Linked DNA regions of Sus scrofa: region 1 is linked to region 2. A link is a contact called in public Hi-C data. All regions are on one chromosome and are shown on one strand. Each heading gives the region's core, a stretch centred on a gene start, on an enhancer-like site or on the middle of the called end of the contact. The rest is flanking DNA. Distances are from core to core; before and after follow the strand shown.

Region 1 (2,700 bases), core at 171-2,670, 400 kb after region 2:
TTTTATGTATCTGTGACAGGCAAATGATTGGGAAGTTCTGGAACAATATAAGCACCACTGCCCCAGGGCCCACACCAGTTAAAACCACTTTTGGAGGTGGGGCAGTGAGCAGAGGCTCCACCCGAGGCTCCTCTCTACTGTGTGGGTACCAGGGAGAAACTTAGAGGGCATCTGCAAACGACTAGAACCTTCATATTCCTCTCCCATCCATCAGAGAGCTCCAGCCTCAATGGCAAGACCAGATTCCTCTCATCCTTCCCTCCTGCTCCTGATACTAAAGCCCCTAATGGATGTGGTGTGTCTTCATCCTCTGAGGGTGGATTAATTTCCAGAAAAGCTTTGAGTCACCAGTGGCTAAATTTGAATGCATAAAACACATTTTAAAATGGCTAATAACATTGGGAGTCCCAAAGAGGCAAGACATAAATTGATTTTTTTCTTTGTATGTTTTAAATGGACTCAGAGGGCAATTTCTTAAGCCAAATGCTTTGATGCCCTTAATAATCATATTGGTTCCCGTGGTTTGCAGGGAAGGTGTCAATTAGATACATGAAGTCTAAGATGTTTAATTAAAATCATTCTCATTGCTTGATAGCCCTGCCTATCAGGATACATAAAACATATCCTCTAAATAGAGACTTCCAAGAGGCAATAAAAATAGTTTCACTATAGTTTCTAATGAAGTTTTGACAATTGTATTTATAGCACATTAATGGCACCAGTCATGTGGGAGTTTATTTTCATAAAGAAGTAGAAATGATAACAGCTTCAATTAAGAATTATTGCAAAACATTGATTCTACCTGCTTTTAATTTATTTATATTAATTTCATACTAAAGGCAGTTTGTTCAGAAGACAATTACAGAGAGATCATTAAGAGAAAGAGTGGAGGAAAAGGAGACAGTGGATGCGAGTGCAGATGTGGAGGCATGGGGGCAAAGCCTGGCAGCAAAGCCAAAAAAAAAAAAAAAACTAGGAATGACATTGATTTTTTCCAGAACTCCAGAGCAGCTATGGGATTTTTCCATCATTGTGCTCACTGTTTGTTCTATTTTTTCCCATTTGTTTTAAATATATGTTTATTTATTCTTTGGTAATTATGAAAATAATATGCACTTGTGCCAAAAAAATCAGAATAGTACAAAGTCCCCTTCGATTTATTTTTTATATAAAATATGATTAATTACAATTTTGACACCCTCCTTCTCTGCTTTCCTCTACAGTTCTAGTTTTTCTAGAGTTCGCTCTATTACTTTCCCCAACCCCAAAGCCTCCTCCTTCTCCAACTTTGGCGCTCCATCCAGATTCCTTTTGTGGGTTCAGTCCAGCCTCTGGGGGATCAATTCTGCTGCAAGAGAATCCTTTAAGGCCGGCTCTCCACGCCACTGGCTCCCTCTTGTGGCTCCTGCAGGGCACTGCATACCACTGAAGGCAGGCCTGACCTTGGGAGAGCAGATCCCGGAGCGCAAGCTGAACAATTCTAAGCACTGTCAGGATTCAGCTAAGATTCTACCTTCTAAATCTAAAGACATGTCCAGAGACCATTTGGGGCCTCCCAATACATGTGAGGTCACCTCTGATTCCCTCTTGATCCTTAGATTTCTCTGGTTCTCCGAGGTTTTCCAAGAAGTATCAAAAAAAGCATAGCTTGGGGAGTTCCCCGTTTGGCTCAAAGGTAATGCATCTGACTAGGATCCATGAAGATGCGGGTTCAATCCCTGGCCTTGCTCAGTGGGTTAAGGGTCCAGTGTGACCGTGAGCTGCGCTGTGGGTCACAGGCACGACTTGGATCTGGCATTGCTGTGGCTGTGGCGTAGGTTGGCGGCTACAGCTTGGATTTGACCCCCTAGCCTGGCAACTTCCACATGCTGAGGGTGTAGCCCTAAAAAAGACAAAGGAAAAAAGAAAGATTGAAGGAAAACTATAGCCTGCAGGGTTAAAGTGTGTGTGTGTGTTTGTGTAAGTGTAGGTGTAGCTGGGAGGAAAGACGTAGAAAGGAGGTTGACAAAAGCTGCTGCATCACTTTACAAGTCTTCTGGCAGGATTTTAAAATTCATTTGCTGAACATACAGATATTAAGCACTCAGAAAATGCCAGCACTGAGGATGCCAAAACGAATACCTGCTACCAAAGTCCTCTTTTCAGGTAATGGGAGAGACAGCTTACAGGAAATGCTGGTCTAGGAACAAGTGCTGAATGACGGGGAATCAAGATCTGAGGTTGAGCCTCTTCTCCATTACATGAGGATCTTCCAAGGAGTCACAACCTCACTTCCTCTCAATGTTCTTGTCTCAAAAATGAGGACAAGTATCTCCCTCATTTGTCTTCCTTGGGTTCTTAGGAGGGTCAGCTGAACTAATTAATAGGTGAAAGTGCTCTGAGAACCCTTTACCAATGCAAGTAGATGTCATTAGTATTTTCAATATAAAGTGAGGAGCCCTGCTAAAAAAACAAACAAACAAAAAACTGTATCTCAGCATCACTTCCCTATAAAGCTGTGCCTGAAATTGTTATCCAAGGAGTCACTCTTCCAGGGGTCTTTTTCACTGGGATCATGTGTTGTTACCTGAGGGCACGAGGTTAATTTGTCAGGTTCACCCATCGGTGGACCACACCTCCTGGCTTCCCATGGGGAGTGGAGAGTCTCTTGGGAAATGGCCTGGGGACTCACCCCCGCAGCAGGGCAGCGTTCTGGTTTTC
Region 2 (2,700 bases), core at 2-2,501:
GGATTGAATCCGCATCCTCATGAATCCCAGTCGGATTCCTTAATTGCTGAGCCATGAAGGGACAATTTTTTGTATTTAAATTTTGAGTAGGGTTTATTCACAAAGTTCAAAATTTGAAAGGCACAAAAGGATACATAATAGGGAGTCTTCCTATTTCTCAGGTCTCCCCGGAGAAATTAAGGTTACTAGTTACAGCCAAGGACGTTAAACAGGTGTTCTAAGGAATCACTCCCTCTCACCCCTCCTTTGTTTAGAAGATGAGGTTGAAGTTTGTAAAGCCTGTAATGGACTTTTAAAGGGGCCTTATTTTGAAGCAGAGCAGGGCCAGAATCTAGGTTTCCTGGCACTCTAGTTCATGACTGCAATCTTTGCAGTAACCCACATTGCTTCTTTAAAGTGGCTAGTTAGCAAATGGTTAATTAGTGTGGATGTTCCAATTCGGGTAATTGAAATTTCAATTGGAATACCCAGGGCTCGGAAGGTTTACCAGAGGGCGGAGGGGTGGAGTTTTTTTGGTTCTTTAAAAGAGATAAGGGTTTTTAAAGGCTGACGAAGGTTAAAAATCACAGGGTTTAACTTTTGCTGAGTCTCGGGGTATCGCGTGCCAGGCCGAGCGCTGACGTCAGCACGGCTCCTACTCATGCACCCGGGGACTACGGTTTAGTCCTCCAGTTGCTCGCACCTCTTAACAACGCTATTTAAACACTAAAGCATTGACTTTGGTCCCATATCTACCAGTCTCAACCGGGGCATGTTGCAGAGGGGAATGACGCCTCATCCTAGCCTCTTCCGCGGTCGTTAAGTGTGGTGCAGGAAGGCGGCGCGTCCGCTCCAGAGCCAAGGCCCGCCCAGGGGCAGCCTGCCAGCTGGGTCTCGGTCTGCTTTGGCCCCAAAGCCCAAACAGACTAGGCTGGCCAGCCCTGGCCACTAGGTTCATTCCCCACCTGACCTCGCGGCCTCCACTCCTGGAGGAACAGGGCAGGATTCCAGAGCCTATCCCCTTGGCCATCCCTACCCCTTTCCCCGCCAAAAGTGGACCCTTCATCCCTGTTCCAGAAGCCCGCCCCACCCTGCCCTTCCAGAGCGGGCGGATCACGAGGCCAAGAACGCGACTCTGCAAGCTGGGTGTCTCTCCGAGCCGGACTGGAGCGAGACGGAGCGAGACCCAGCGTGAGAGTGGGAAGGAGCCTTAGCGAGCAGCTCTGTGGCCCAATGGCTTCCTTCTATCTTCGAGTGAAGACCAATGAGGGTTGGGGGGCGGGACTTCCGCCTCGCCTTGGTGTTGTCGTCCGCGCTCCGACTCTAGGCTGTGGCGGTCGGTGCGGAGATTCAGGCATGAAGTCAGGTTAGGGGACTTCTCCCGCAGCAAGGCGGCAGGGGAGCCTATTTGTGTTGCGAGGTCAGGCTTCCAGGTAAGAGCACTCCCGTGTCGTGGATGCCGGGTGGCGGGTTGTCTTTCGCGGGGCCTGGCGGGGAGAACACACCCCCCTTACCAGCCCTGGAACTCCGAGGCGGCCCCACCGTTGAGCTCTTTGCTGCTCTTCCCCAGACTGGGCACGGAGGAAATTAGGTGTTTTGCAAAAGGTAAAATAAAAAGGGCTTCCCCTGAAGGGTCGAGTCCCCCTCGCATTACCATCCTGTGAGTTTGTGTGTATCCAAAGTTGTTATGTTATCCGTTTTGCTTTTTACATTCCTCTCGTAAGGTGGCTGGAGTCTGGGAAGATGTCCGGAAGGCTTTTCCTGGTCCAGCACTTGCTGCAGAGTCCCTGGGCAAAGTCACTTGACTTTAATTGTGGGAACTCTTTAGTCTTTGACACAAAAAAGAGGGCACTCGCCTCTGTTCTTTTAAACCTTCCCCCCACCCCCACCCCGGAAGCTAAATTGGAGGTGGGACGTGACTCTGCTAGGGATCGCCCCCTTAAAGTTGGCAGCTCTGCCAGGGCGCTTATTGAGTTGACCCGTACTGATGAAAGAACTCTGTCCCAGAGGGGGAGTGGGCAGACAACGAAGCCAGGCGATCCCAGAAGCACTTACACGTATTTGGTGGCAGCCACTGAGTGTTTTCTGCCAGCTTTTGGTAGATTTCTCTACTTTGTCCTAATCTGTCAATAGTTCCAAAACTGTTGTTTCGGTTGTAGCTTCAGCACCTTGAGTAGTTGCTCAGGTCCTTTGGTTTTGCTCCAGTCTTGCCTGATGGTTAACTATTATGTCAGTGATGCAGCAGGAACAGTGAAAACTAATGCATTCCTTTCAACAATGATGTGTTGTTCTCCAAGGAGAACATCTGCAGTTTTGGATACAATATAAATAAATAAGATGGGTGTGCCGCTAAAGAGTTCTTGTTAGAGAAATATCAGTTCAAGGTTTAAGGAAGGACTTTTCAACAATTTCATCTTTTTAAGGACAAATTTTAATGGATCGAGGAGATTAGCTCTACCTCAGAGTAATAAAACTGAATTGTGGTAGCAGTTTAAAAGAGCTTTAAACAGGAGGTAAGAAGTGCAGTGTAGGGCCCATGGGGACTTATTAATGGATTTTGGAATCAATTTTGTGCAATAACATTAGGAAGAAGAAGGGAAAAAAATATCGAAGCACATCCTGTGGAGTAAAAGTAAATATTATTTCATGTAGTTTTGTTTAAGGTTTTTAAAAAGAATGAGTGTGAAAAGGAAGATGTAAATGAGTACCATAGTATTGTGG

The links. Hi-C and Micro-C count contacts between places; a contact is called where the count stands out from the background.
Region 1: a contact with region 2 is called in a Hi-C map of liver, with 5 times the contacts expected there. The contact joins the enhancer-like site here to the promoter of RNF13 in region 2. A contact is called at or near these places in 1 of 5 promoter capture datasets (liver), 4 of 47 Hi-C or Micro-C datasets (embryonic fibroblasts, heart right ventricle, liver and 1 more) and 1 of 2 datasets of contacts at active chromatin or transcription factors (skeletal muscle).

The regions. Positions count from the first base shown.
Region 1 is chr13:90,430,636-90,433,335 of Sscrofa11.1, forward strand. No RefSeq gene overlaps it. Among named protein-coding and RNA genes, the nearest start is that of TSC22D2, 210 kb to the right of the region's middle. Within about 2 kb of position 1,421, at least 4 of the 83 cell types and tissues checked have an H3K27ac peak or open chromatin away from gene starts, as enhancers often do. A contact at or near this core is called in liver, where this site is marked.
Region 2 is chr13:90,033,437-90,036,136 of Sscrofa11.1, forward strand. It overlaps RNF13 (E3 ubiquitin-protein ligase RNF13), which reads left to right and starts at 1,252. Exons shown (of 9, transcript XM_013980793.2): 1 at 1,252-1,412.